Linked DNA regions of Mus musculus: regions 1 and 3 are each linked to region 2. Evidence: chromatin contacts called from public ChIA-PET and HiChIP or PLAC-seq data. All regions are on one chromosome and are shown on one strand. The core of a region is the stretch at or near the end of the contact, and the rest is flanking DNA. Distances in the headings are between cores, read along the strand shown.

Region 1 (4,320 bases), core at 336-2,835, 880 kb before region 2:
TTTTAGGAAAGGTGTTCTCTCTCTCTCTCTCTCTCTCTCTCTCTCTCTCTCTCTCTCTCTCTCTCTCTCTCTCTCTCTCTCCTCTGTGTGTGTGTGTGTGTGTGAGAGAGAGAGAGAGAGAGAGAGAGAGAGAGAGAGAGAGAGAGAGAGCACACACATGTGTGTGCATGCATGTATACATGTGTGTTCAGGGATATGTGTATGTATGTATACATGTGGAGTCCAGAGGTCAGGCCTGGAAACATCTATCTTGTTTTTTGAGACAGGTTCTCCCACTAGTACCTAGGACTTATCAGTTCTGGTCTGGCTGGCCAGAGAGCCCTGGCAGTTTCTGTTTCTCCCTCCTCCTCCTCCTCCTCCTCCTCCTCCTCCTCCTCCTCCTCCTCCTCCTCCTCCTCCTCCTCCTCCTCTTTCTCCTCTTCCTCAGTTCTGTGATCACAAAAGAGCTCTCTCTGTGGGCTCTGGGGATCACACTTAGATCCTTAGGCTTCTGCAGCAAGGACTTTACCAATGGGGCCATCTCCCTGGTACTAGCAAAAGGTGCTCTTAGTGATGATCTTAGGTTAGAATTCCATAAGCAGAGGCTACAATTGGGGTACACGGGACCACTGAAGGGAAGGTCTAGTCTTCTGGAAGTGCTTTGAGCTGCTGAGGGAGGCAGGACTGAGAGGGCTGCAGAGCAAGGCTGTCCAGGTTAGCACAGCTCTGGCTGGCCACAGATGATCTCACTGAGTGACCTCACCTTGAGGCTAGGTACTGGGCTCTTCAAGGTTTTAGATCTATTTCATCCTTTATTGTTGATATTCTCCTCTTTGATTGCATACACGTCTAAATATTTCTTTGGGCAAGTAAGTCTTCAGCCAAGTCGTACTACTTCCTGGCAAGATTGCCATGAGCTTCAGCATTTAGAACCCGAGGAACCGTTGGCTTTGGTCATCTTGGTAGAATTAAGAAGTACCCAGGGCGTGAATGGCGCCCCTTTGAGTTGAGTGTGCCTGCTCGGGTGTTTCCAGAGAGGAGTGACTGAAGGGAGAAGACAGACTGAATGTGGACAGCACCACCCGTGGGGCTGTGGTTCTAGACTAAGTGAAAAGGAGAAAGACAGTTGAGGACCAGCAGTCATCTCTGTCCTCCCAGACTCGGTGGGCATAGCCAGCCAAAACCAAGGTCTACTGCAAGGTACCTGTTGGGTGCAAGCATCCTTAAGAGTGCCAACAGGAGTAGATTCTCGAAGTGTACATGGCTTTTCTGTTCCACGTCAGTGGCAAGTGTGTACCGTCTAATTGACAGATGGAAGCCCAGGGCAGTGACAAAGCCAAGAGCGTCAAGTAGGAAGGGTTAGGAAACAGTTGCTCCTGCTGGAACCAGAATCTGTTTGGTTACAAAACCAGCAGGGCCAGTTAATACTGGCTTAAACAAATATGGTCTCATGGTTCCCACGTGGTCCTACTGGAAACAAACCACCATGCCATCCTTAGCATGCTGGCTCCATCCTCAGTACGCCTGTCATGGTCTCCTAACAGCCGCTGCATCTTGGCCTCTTATGTGTCATAGGCAGGAAGAAGGAGAGATAAAAGGAGCTGTACACAAGCAGCTCTCAAAGATGCCTTCAGACATGACTATGCCAGCACGTGCCTGCCCCCATCCGTGGAGAGGCTGGGGAATGCACCCTATGGCTTTTACAGCATCAACAATAGAGACAATAGGGATAAGAGAATAAGGCTGGGGGTTGGGCTGGCTTTCTTGTAGCATGTGCTAGAGAAATTTTAGTTTATCTTTGTGATGTTTTGTTTTGAGACAAGGTCTCACATAGCCCAGGTTGGCCTCTAACTTGCTATGTAGCAGAGGCTTGCCTTGAATTTCTGATCTTCCTGCCTCCATCTGCCAAGTGCTAAGATTACAGATGTGTGTCACCAGATGTGCGCCACCGCACCAGGCTGGAGCCGTTACTTTTCAACGTTATTTTCTGAGCAGGTAGTTTTCAGTGACTAAGGGTAGACTGCATACTATTTTGCATACAGAGAATCAGGGCAAGCTAAGGTTGAAGCTGCTTGCCCTCCAGCAAAGGGAGCAGTCCAGGGAGTTAACATCTATTCAGTATGACAGAAGCCATTAGGAAGAGATGGCATTCCCAGGCAGTTCCATCTAACAGAATGCATAAGATAGAGTTGGCCAATTGAGCAGAGGAAAGGTGGTTGGCTGAGACCACTTTGAAGACGAGACATCCATCTTTTATGTGCTCGTGGGTGATTCCTTCCTTTGAAACTCTGGGGAGTGGGGAGGTGGTTAGGGACGGGGATCTGGAGTGCTTTGTGGAACATTTAGGAGGATCTGTCCAGTGTAGAGGTGGACAGTGATGGTTGAGACAGAGTCATACTCTGTGCACCGAGCAGCAACCACTTCCTGTGGGTGAGTGACCCTAATTCCCACAGCACAGCATGTGCTCATGATAATCACCATCATGGTGTAGAAAAGAATTTGAAGCTGACAAAGTCTAAACCTAACTGTCTAACTAAGGTCTCAAAGCCAGACATGGAGGCATTGGATTTGAGCCCGATGTCTGACTGTGGACTTTTCTCCTAACTGATTATTCATTCCACAAAGACCTTAATGAACTTCTCTCATACGCTGGGCACCGCTCGAGGTGTGGGATGCGCAGTGCTAAAGGAAACATAATTCTCACCCTTGTGAAGCTTCCATCTTATTATAAATAAAGCCATGATGCACATAATAAATAAGCTTAACATAGGAAAACAACTGCTTTGTACATCTGGTAACTGTTTTGTAAACTGACGGTGATCTTGAATTCCTGATCCTCCTGCTTCAACTTTCCCGAGAGTACAGTTGGGAGCCATGATGGCTCTCAGTTCTGGGAAGCCATCACACCTGGCTCTGAATGCTTGGGCTTCTTTTTTTTCTTCTGTTTTTATTTATGTGTGTTTATGTATGTGTATGTGGGGAGGGTACATGTGTAAATGTGTGTGTGTGTGTACGTGTGTTTACATGGTTGATGTCAGACTCATCCTTCTTTATCTTATTCATCAAAGCAGGGTCTGGTCTCTATTGCAGTCAGAGCTCTCTGATGTGGCCAGTCTCCCTCGCCATCTTGCCCTGGGGATGCCCTCGTGCCTCCGGAGGCTGAAATTATAGGAGGATGGCATGCCCACTCGGCATGGGTTCTGGGACTCAGACGTCAGCTCCTCAGGCTTGTGGGCAATATAACCACTGAGCCATCTCCTCGACCCTGCTGGGGACGGTGGTCTTTAAAGCAGTAGTCTGGGAAGACTTTGGGTTCATTGGACGACTTTGATGTCGGGGAGGATCTATTTTCATTTCCGAGGATGAGAACCCAGGCCATGGCTGCGGATAGAGCCTTGGCTTCTGACCTTTTATTATGAAGCTGTACTATATTGTCATTTGATCTTATAACTTCCTGTGATCTATATTGGGCAGCATGGCAGGGCTTGAAATGAGAAAGTAAATCTAGCGAGGAGGGGACTTTTGGTCTAGATGAAGGGATTTAGAGTAATGTCCTTATAGATTTCAAAGCCTTTTTTTTTCTTCTATACTTACATTGTCCCCAGTGGTCCCAGTGCACTATATAAAGGCACAGTGTTTGATGTTGCAAGAGAAAGGGTGTTTTGAATATTTAAGAGCAGGATGTGTCTTATGTCCTTTCCTTTTTAAGTTTATTTTATTTTTTAAAGTGTGTGTGTGTATGTGAGAGAGAGAGAGAGAGAGAGAGAGAGAGAGAGAGAGAGATAGTTTGGGGCACCTAACCAAAGGTAGGGTTTGGTCTCTATCAGAGACCAGAAAAGGACATCAGATCCCATGGAAGCTGGACCTACAGACAGTTGTGAGTGCCCCAGTGTGGGTGCTGGGAGCTGAAGTCTGGTCCTCTGGGAGAGCAGTGTGTGCCTAACCACTGAGCCAACTCTCCAGCCTAAACTTAGATCACACACCCATGGGAGAGATGAGATAGGCTGGGAAATTGGTTCAAAAATGAAAAATTTGTTGTACAGAACACACTGAAAGTTTCTAGAGCAGACCACAAGGAAAAATTGAACGTATGATAAAATTATTCTAAATATGAGTTTCTTCCTGCTTCTTGTTGCTCTGCAGAGCTTAAGACTGTGTTTGCTGTTGATAACAGGGGTATTTCCCATGTGGGTTAGCAGCTCTTAAGTCAGACTCCTCAGCCAGGATTTGGATCTCTCTCTCTCTCTCTCTCTCTCTCTCTCTCTCTCTCTCTCTCTCTCTCTCTCTCTCTCTCTCTCTCTCCCTCTCTCTCGTTTTGATTTAGATATGCTCCTGAGATGA
Region 2 (4,297 bases), core at 214-2,713:
AGCTGTGTGTGTGTGTGCACGTGCACATGTGTATGTGTGAGCATGTGTGCATGTGTATACACGCATGTGTGTGCTGCAGAGCTTTATGAAGATCAGAAGACAACTTGCAGAAGGCTGTTCTCTTACCACGTGAGTCCCAGAAGTGGTGCGCCAGTTGACAGGCTTGGTGGTGTTCGGGTTCCCTCAAACCTTGACCTTTTACACTTTGAAAATCTTCTTTCCCATGAAATCCCAGGATCCTCCACAGAAAGCTCACTCCTCCCCTTCCCATCAGCCTTCCCATGTCTGCCAGTGCCTGCAAATCTCAGTGCTAGTCAATAGCTATGATTCACAGTGCTGCCAAGCACAAGGGCATTTATCAGTCTGCAGAGTTAATCAGTGCTATTCGATCCTTCGCTTAGGGAGCAAAGTTAGAGTTAGAAAACCTAGAGGGAACCAGGAGGTCTCAGGAGCAGCTGGATCTAGAAACAAACGGAGGTGAGCACAGGAGTTCAGGCTCCTGGTGCTCTGCGCTTTCTCGGGAGCTGCCTTATTTCAGAGAGCATCTTCCTGACATGCAGGCACAGATGGGCTCCTGGCTCAGAGAGCGCGAGGCTGCAGGGGGTAGGCAGTGAGAGCTGCGGAATATTAATTGGATAAGGACACGTAGAATCAATACTGATATAAGAAAGTAAATAGAACTTTGATTTATGCAATTATTATTTTTTCAGAATCTATTTGCAGCCTAATTGCCTGTGACACTAAGGCTGGAATACAAAGTACCAGCCCCACATCTGTGACCTTTGCATTGAGTGCTGTTGTCGTCACTGTTGTCTTCCTCTCCTCCTTCTCCTTCTTCTTCTCTCTCTCCCCGCTTCTCCCTATCCCTTGTATGTGTAATAAACTTTCTCATTCTGTGTAAAAATTCTCCCAACACCATGTGTGCCCTGTAACCCAGCTCAGACGGTCAGGTTTGGCAGCAAGTGGTTTACCCTTTGAGCTATCTCCCTACTTTTGATGACTCTAGTTTGAGCTGTACATCTGGCTCACCCCACTGGGAATCAGCATGTAAGAGGGGCAGCCATCAGAGTCCCTTGTCTTTGTGTGTCCTGACTTGATCAGCTCATTGGCTGACTACATGTAAAATGGAGTCAAGTGTTTATGCTCTGTGTTATTGGGGACATGGTACAATGTACTTGTATTCCTGATAAAGTGCCAAACTACAGCTGAGTTGAAATGACTACTCCTTCTTCCTCCCTCTCTCCCCCTTCTTTCTTCTTTCCGTCCCTTGTTCATAACCTCTCTTTCCCTTCCTTCCTCTGGGTGACTTTTCTTTGATTCTATGTCCCTCAGACATCCTCACTGGCTCCGCATCCTTCCCAGTTCCCATTTTTGAACTATGCCCGCTTTGAGTGTCTGCAGAGTGGCTTCTGCAGTCGCTGTTCTAGGGGCTGTCCGGAGCTTTCCTTCGTGCAAACCACAGCAGCTGCAGTTGGTGACGCAGACACACAGGAAGCCACGCTGCCACTTCCTCTGCTCCCTTTCCTCTTTGTCTCCATTCTCTGACGATTCTTGCAACTTTTTTACAGGAAATGCAACCAGGAAAACAGACTGAATATAAAAAAGTATTTCCAGCAAAAGGTCTCACCTCCAAAAACCATAAAGTTTGAGGCGGCCTTAGAGACCATGTTAGCAAGCCAATTAGTTTGAAACTGAAGGAGAAAGAATGTGAAAGAAGAAAAATAATCTCAGTTGGTATTTCCTCTGTATCTTCCTTCAATTCATTGTTACCTTTTTTTTTTTTTTTTTCTTTTTAGCTTTTTGAGACAGGGTTTCTCTGTATAGCCCTAGCTGTCCTGGAACTCACTTTGTAGACCAGGCTGGCCTCCAACTCAGAAATCTGCCTGCCTCTGCCTCCCAAGTGCTGGGTTTAAGGGCGTGCACCACCACCGCCCGGCCATTGTTACCTTTTGATGTAAATACTGTTACTCAGTATGGGAGGTTCGGAGACCGAGGGCCAGCGATGTCATCATCCTGTGCCATGTGCCAGTGCTCACTCAGAAGCCATGCTCGACCTACTGCTACAGTGAGGTTTCTTTCCTTGTAATAAGAGAGCTGGGTAGAGGCAACCCAGCACTCCCACTAGAGAAGGCTTCTGAGGAAGAGCTTTAGGAATTGGAATGAAATCTGAGATTGCATGGAGGAGTTAACTCCCAGGTAATAGGCTGGATTCTCCTTTACGCAGGCTTTCCTCTTTAATGGTCTGATTTGGTGAAATGAACTCCACATATGATTAAGGAACACTACTTTGTCTACCTTCCTCTTCAAAATACAAAACAGAGACGAAACCTTTTGCAAGGGGCCCAGTGAGATGCTGGCAACCAGGACAATGCAAGATGCCTTCTAATGGAAAAATGGGAAAGCCCTTCTGCATTCTGAGGTGTGTGTTACTTCTCATGGTTATGTCTCTGTTTCTCTTTCTTCCTTTCTTCCTTTCTTCCTTTCTTCCTTTCTTCCTTTCTTCCTTCCTTTCTTTCTTTCTTTCTTTCTTTCTTTCTTTCTTTCTTTCTTTCTTTCTTTCTTTCTTTCTTCCTTCCTTCCTTCCTTCCTTCCTTCCTTCCTTCCTTCCTTCCTTCCTTCCTTTCTTTCTTTCTTTCTTTCTTTCTTTCTTTCTTTCTTTCTTTCTTTCTTTCTTTCTTTCTCTTTCTTATTTCCTTATGAGGGAAGCGTGTCACATGTTCCAGGCCAGGGAGCAGGAAGCTGCCCACCTTCTCAGGTGTGTACCCTGAGTTTCTGGGGACTTGGACCTGCTCTACCTACCAAGCTTCCTGGCATGGTCCACCATCCCACACTCTCTCCTCTCCTCCTCCTCCATTCCCTCCTCCCTGTCCTCTCTCTCCTCCTTCCTTCTCTCCTCCCTGTCCTCTCTTCTCTACTACTTCCTTCTCCCTGTCCTCTCTCCTCTCCTCCTCATCCATTCCCTTCTCCCTGTCCTTTCTCCCACTTCCTCCTCTCCGGCTCCTCCCATCCCTTTGAAAGCTCACTCTGCCCTCCAGAATCTCACACCTTTCTATCAACAGTTTTCTGCATTCTCCTGTATCTCAGTATTTTCCCTTTGAATCTACTTTTCAACTTCTTCCTGTTTCCAGTTACAGTTTCCTTTTACAGACCTGTTACTAGGCACTCCTGGACCTTTCCATCAGTGAGATCTCCTCCTTACCTTGCTAACATCACCATCCCCACCACCGTGCTGGGAGAAAACAGCACCTCTGTTAAGGATTTTGAAACACACTTTCAAAGGCTAAGGTTCACGCTACTCATTGTAAAAGGTATTAAAAGAGACTTTTGAGAAACTGGCTTGGTAGCTTCTTAGGAGTTTGGATTTTGGAGTCAGCTTGTTTTGAATACAAATGTAGGCTTTTTGCTTTCAGTCATGAGTTCTCTAATTGTTGAATTGCCTTGGTTGATCTTCAGTTTCCTCCTCAGTGGATAAGGAAGACATAAGAGGAATCACAGAAAGAAATGAACAGCACGGTGGGGAGAAAATACTTGGAGAATTGACTGAAGAACACAGGGCACCACCCCACCCATGCACAAACCTCTCACACCAAATTAATTCATCTTAAAATACATTTACTTATTATTTTTATGTGTATGAGCATTTGCCTGAATATGTTTTTGTGCACCATGTACATGCCTGGTGCCCAAGGATGCCAGAAGAAGGAATCAGATCATCAGGAACTGACATTGTAGTTGTGAGCTACCGTGTGGGTGCTGGGGACCAGACTCAGTGTACTTAACCACTGAGCATCTCTCCATGTTCTGAATAGTTCTTTTAAAGTGATAACAACAACACTGTTTAACTTCAAAACCAAATTCAGGTTTGTTTGTTTGTTTGTTTGTTTTTATCACATTACACGAGGAGCATGAAATGTCTTGAAAGATCTAGCTAGATTGCATGCCACCTTTGATGTCTGCAGGACGTGTGGGAATGAATTCTCCCTTGCAGAAGTGTAGAGAACATCTCAGCCTGACACAGGGAGGCTTACCATTGAGTGTTAACCATCTGCCATCTTCCTATTGTGGGGAATGCTGAAGGAACTGTGAAGGATGTGGGCCAGAGACAACCTTGTAGCCCAGGGGGATTAAAGCTTCTGTGCGTCACCTCCTGTCTGTTTGGATGGATGGCAGAGAAACTGTTGTGCTTGCAGGTTTGTTAACAGAGGTTAAACAGCACACTGTGGCAGATGGAGGGAGTGGCTTGTGGATAGCCCTCTTCCACTCCCTGTAAAAATCTACATAGATCTGAGATGAGATC
Region 3 (4,432 bases), core at 185-2,684, 800 kb before region 2:
AGAACAGAACAGAACAGAACAGAACACAGAACACAGAACACAGAACAGAACACAGAACAGAACACAGAACAGAACAGAACACAGAACAGAACAGAACAGAGAACAGAGAACAGAGAACAGAGAACAGAGAACAGAGAACAGAACAGAACACAGAACAGAACACAGAACAGAACACAGAACAGAACACAGAACAGAACAGAACAGAACACAGAACAGAACAGAACAGAACAGAACACAGAACAGAGAACAGAACAGAACAGAACACAGAACAGAACAGAACAGAACACAGAACAGAACAGAACAGAATACAGAACAGAACAGAACAGAACAGAATACAGAACAGAACAGAACAGAATACAGAACAGAACAGAACAGAATACAGAACACAGAACACAGAACACAGAACACAGAACACAGAACACAGAACACAGAACACAGAACAGAACACAGAACAGAACACAGAACAGAACAGAACAGAACAGAACAGAGAACAGAGAACAGAACACAAAACAGAACAGAACGGAACACAGAACACAGAACACTGAGCAGAACAGAACAGAACACAAAACAGAGAACAGAACAGAACAGAACAGAACAGAACAGGAGACCAGACCAGACCAGACCAGACCAGAGACCTGGTGTGCTGCTGTATGGGGATGATCTCAGTGTTGGGGAGGCAGAGACAGCCTGTGGATTCCCCAGGGCATTGGCCAGACAGCCTAGCTTACTTGGCAAGTTCCAAGCCTGTGAGAGACTCTGCCTCAAAAGAAAATCCCAAAATAGATGGTGCCTGAGAAATGACACCAAGGTTGTCCTCTTGTCTCTGCATAGACACCTACACATCTACACACACAACCAACCAATACACACACACACACACACACACACACACACACACACACACACACACACACACAATTTAAGAATAACTGAAGAGCTGTTATTAGACACTCAAGCCAAGAGGATGCCATGGCTTTATGTCTGGGTCAGGCTACCCCTTCCACTGTGTGCCTGCTCTGCTGTCTGGCAGTCTCCCTTTCCAGGAAGACTGGACTGTACCCTGGTGCTAAAATGTAATCCCCTGAGTTTTCCTTGAGTACGGATTGGCTTTTCTTCTGGCAAGTGCTGTCATCAGGCATTAATCTGACGGAAGTTGTGTGGAACGCTAGCACTCAGGTGGGTGGAGACTCTATGGGAGTGACTTTTAACAAAACAGAAATATGGAGCCTGAGCATGGGATTTCCGGGTGACCAGAGATGAGGAACCACAGCCAGGTGAGGTAGGATGCAGATGCAGGTTGGCAGGGAGGTGTCTGTGAGCAGCTTTGCTCCCACCGCCCCTGGGCCTGTGGTTGCCCCCCTCCCCAGGCCTGTGGTTGCTTGCACCCCATTCTCTCTGTACCCTTGTGTTCTCAGACTTAGTTTCTTGTGGTTTCTGAGCTTGTCATCTCGTCCCCAGGAAGCCGTGGCTTCCCCGAGAACAGGGTTGTTGTAGTGTCTCTGTCTGTCTCCCATGGGGTGTTGAGCCGTTTAGACAGCTGAGTTCTTGAATCTAGCTCTTAATATGCATAAAGAACTATATATCGCTTATTAATGTATTTGTTTACATTATATTTCAGTTTATTCACATAAGTATGTTAATCTATATTTAAATGGTTCTATATCGTCATTTAAAGATTCCTGAATAGACTTGCCTGTGCAAGTGTATGCTACATGTTTGCTGACTTAGCCATTTCCCCATCATCTCCTTATCTGGACCCTTAACCTCCCCCATGTGACATTCATTTTGTCTTAAAACTCTGAGGATGCCTGGGACCTCTTCCACAGGATAGAACTTTTAAGTGCATCAAGAGTAAAATTCATACGATTAGACAATTCTAATGAGATACAACTCTCAAACCAATTTCAACGAGACACACCGATAATGAGAAACAGCTATAAAAATGTTTCAGACGACTCTTCCTTGTTCATTTGTGCGATTGTAATGTCCTATTTCTTTATTAATTCATTAAGTATCATGAGCAGTGGGACAAACGCTTCTGTCATTTCAGTCTTGAGTGAAGGTGGAGATATCAAAAGTTATGCGGGGATGTTTGCTGACACCTAGGAAGGATGGCTGAAGTTATCCCTACAGCTTTTAGGATCAGAGCTTGGGCCCTAACAAGCCAGGCTCAGCCACCCAACCTCAGTAGACATTTATACAGCAATAATGAAAAGCGACAATGAAAAGCGACAAAGGAAACTCGTCCAGTCTAGTCACATTAGGAAGAGGCACAGCAACCCTCTCCAAGTCCATCTTCAGGGTTCTGGCATGAGGCTCAGGTTTGAATAGAAGGTTCAAGGTCTACATAACTCAGCAGCTTTGGTCAAGGTGTGATCCTGCCCATCACTGCTTGGAGTCCAGCCTCTTCTGCAAGATGGTCTGACAGGTTCTCAGAACTGTGTGGAATCTCTTCCGGAGACACAAGCTCCCGCTCTGGCTGGCTCCAGGACTTCCGACTTTTCTTATGCATCTGCAAGTTTGCTGAAGTCCAGAATCTCACTCCCTACCCTAGGCCTGGGGGTTAGAATCTGTCTTATAGGAACACCTGTGGGTGATGTGGATGTGGATATGACTGGGCTGTGCAGGCAGGTGCTCGTTTGAACCGCTCCAGCAAGGAGCTGTGCATTTGAACAGTACGGAAAGATCTGCTGACTCAGAGACTACCTGGGGTATGACTCCCCTTATTATTACTGTGTTTGTTTATTTTATTTTATTTATTTTTTTTGCACAGCCTCTCACTGGGTGGAGCTTGCTAAGTAGGTTAGGCTGCCTGGCCCTGGAGCTCCAGGAATCTGCCTCAGTGCTGGAAATGGGATTGCAATTATATCCCAATCTTGCCTGGCAGTTTTTATTTGAGTTCTGGTAATTGAAGTCAGATCTCCCTGTTTGGTAGATGTTTGCCAGCTGGGCTCTCTCTGCAGGCCTAGCTACATTTCATAAGCAAATTCCAGGGCAGGGTGGAGTGTAACTTACTAATTGGTGACCTTTTACAGTGGGCATGGAGGCTGATGTGGCTTTTGGGGCTCCGTGACTTTGAGAAGGGCACTCTTATGCTCCCCCTGTCTTCTTCAGGTGCCGACTGGACCGCCTGGCAGGCCTGATCCTTGCGGGAGGCCCAGCAGCAGCTGTCCCCCCTCCTCTCAGAAATAAATCCGTACACTTCCTGTAGGAGATTATTCTGGTCTCAGATCCATGCCCAGTGTTCCTAGCTGACTCTTCTGAAACCCAGAGAGGACCAGTGTTGGGATGATCTTTTTTGCTGTCCCTTCATTGGCTCTGAATCTTCAGAGGACGAATCTAATTAATTAGCCTCCTCAAATCTCAACAATGCTGGTGCCCAAGAAGCTCAGCGTGGAAAACTGTGAGAATGTGTATTGTCAGCACCTAATCCCCAGTGATACAGGTAACACCCCCACCCCCACCTCACCCCCCAGTCGCTTTTCATTCCCTCCTCCTTTCAGACTGTGTTCACTTTCCGTCATTATATTCCATCCCATTCTCTCTATTCTTATAAGTCTCCTGAAACCACTTTTGGAATGGATTAAAGACACACATTCATAAATAAATAACGATACATATATAACGACAGACTCACATGCCTCAGGGTCATAGATCCTGACATACACCATTGCATTATGTACCTGCAGGGGTACTTGCCATACTCTTAGGCATTGGAGACTGCAAGGTAATTAAGCTACCGGTGGCTGCAATCGAAGACAAATTTAGTCTCGGTATCCTAGTTGATAATGCATTACTGAAAAAAGATAAGAAAGTCTTGGTAATCAAGACATCTGGGGGAGGCATTTCATTTATAAAATGTTCTTAAGGCATTCTGAAAGTGTTTTGAGCTCCTGGGATAGGTGGATGAGCCAGAGCCGGCATCTCTCTTCACTTAGTGGAGGGTCCTCAATGCCTCGCTTGAAAGCCAAGAATCGAGGCGTTGCTCAGAGATAGGATTATTGCTAAATGTGAGTAGTGCAACAGCTTCTTGTGCTTAGAGTAGTAACTCAGCTCCTTTCAGGGGCTGCAGACACTGCAGGATCTGGGAGCCTGCCTATTTCATCAGCTCCATATCACATCACTGTCTCAAGCTCCTTCCATCTTTAGAGTCTCTGCCTGTCTTTACAGTTTGGTCTGCTTCTCCCTTCTCCCCATCCCTGTACCAGCCCAATGCGTACCAGCACACTTTAGGACTTAAAGGGTGACTGGAGACAGCTTAAGGGAGGGAAGGCCTATCTGGGATTGTAACCATTGGTATCAATTCTCAGTTCAATGACTGGGAGGGAGCCTTTGAGCATACCTGTGAGAGAGTGCCTATAAGCTTGGCCCCTGGGAACTGTCTATGAGGGGTTGTTTTGAGTATGCTAATTGGTACGGGAAGACTCATTTT

Evidence for each region. ChIA-PET counts read pairs in DNA pulled down with a chosen protein or histone mark. HiChIP or PLAC-seq counts read pairs in DNA pulled down with a chosen protein or histone mark.
Region 1: an H3K27ac HiChIP or PLAC-seq map of regulatory T cell precursor shows a contact between it and region 2, with 6 times the contacts expected there. The contact joins two enhancer-like sites.
Region 3: a contact with region 2 is called in an RNA polymerase II ChIA-PET map of memory CD8 T cells, with 5 read pairs. The contact joins two enhancer-like sites.

The regions. Positions count from the first base shown.
Region 1 is chr9:115,479,791-115,484,110 of GRCm38.p6, forward strand. The region is part of intron 2 of Gm39447 (a long non-coding RNA gene); the gene reads left to right. Among named protein-coding and RNA genes, the nearest start is that of Gm39447, 31 kb to the left of the region's middle. Within about 2 kb of position 1,586, at least 9 of the 459 cell types and tissues checked have an H3K27ac peak or open chromatin away from gene starts, as enhancers often do. A contact at or near this core is called in regulatory T cell precursor, where this site is marked.
Region 2 is chr9:116,364,913-116,369,209 of GRCm38.p6, forward strand. No RefSeq gene overlaps it. Among named protein-coding and RNA genes, the nearest start is that of Gm31559, 26 kb to the right of the region's middle. Within about 2 kb of position 1,464, at least 116 of the 459 cell types and tissues checked have an H3K27ac peak or open chromatin away from gene starts, as enhancers often do. A contact at or near this core is called in memory CD8 T cells and regulatory T cell precursor, where this site is marked.
Region 3 is chr9:115,560,032-115,564,463 of GRCm38.p6, forward strand. No RefSeq gene overlaps it. Among named protein-coding and RNA genes, the nearest start is that of Gm39448, 97 kb to the right of the region's middle. Within about 2 kb of position 1,435, at least 37 of the 459 cell types and tissues checked have an H3K27ac peak or open chromatin away from gene starts, as enhancers often do. A contact at or near this core is called in memory CD8 T cells, where this site is marked.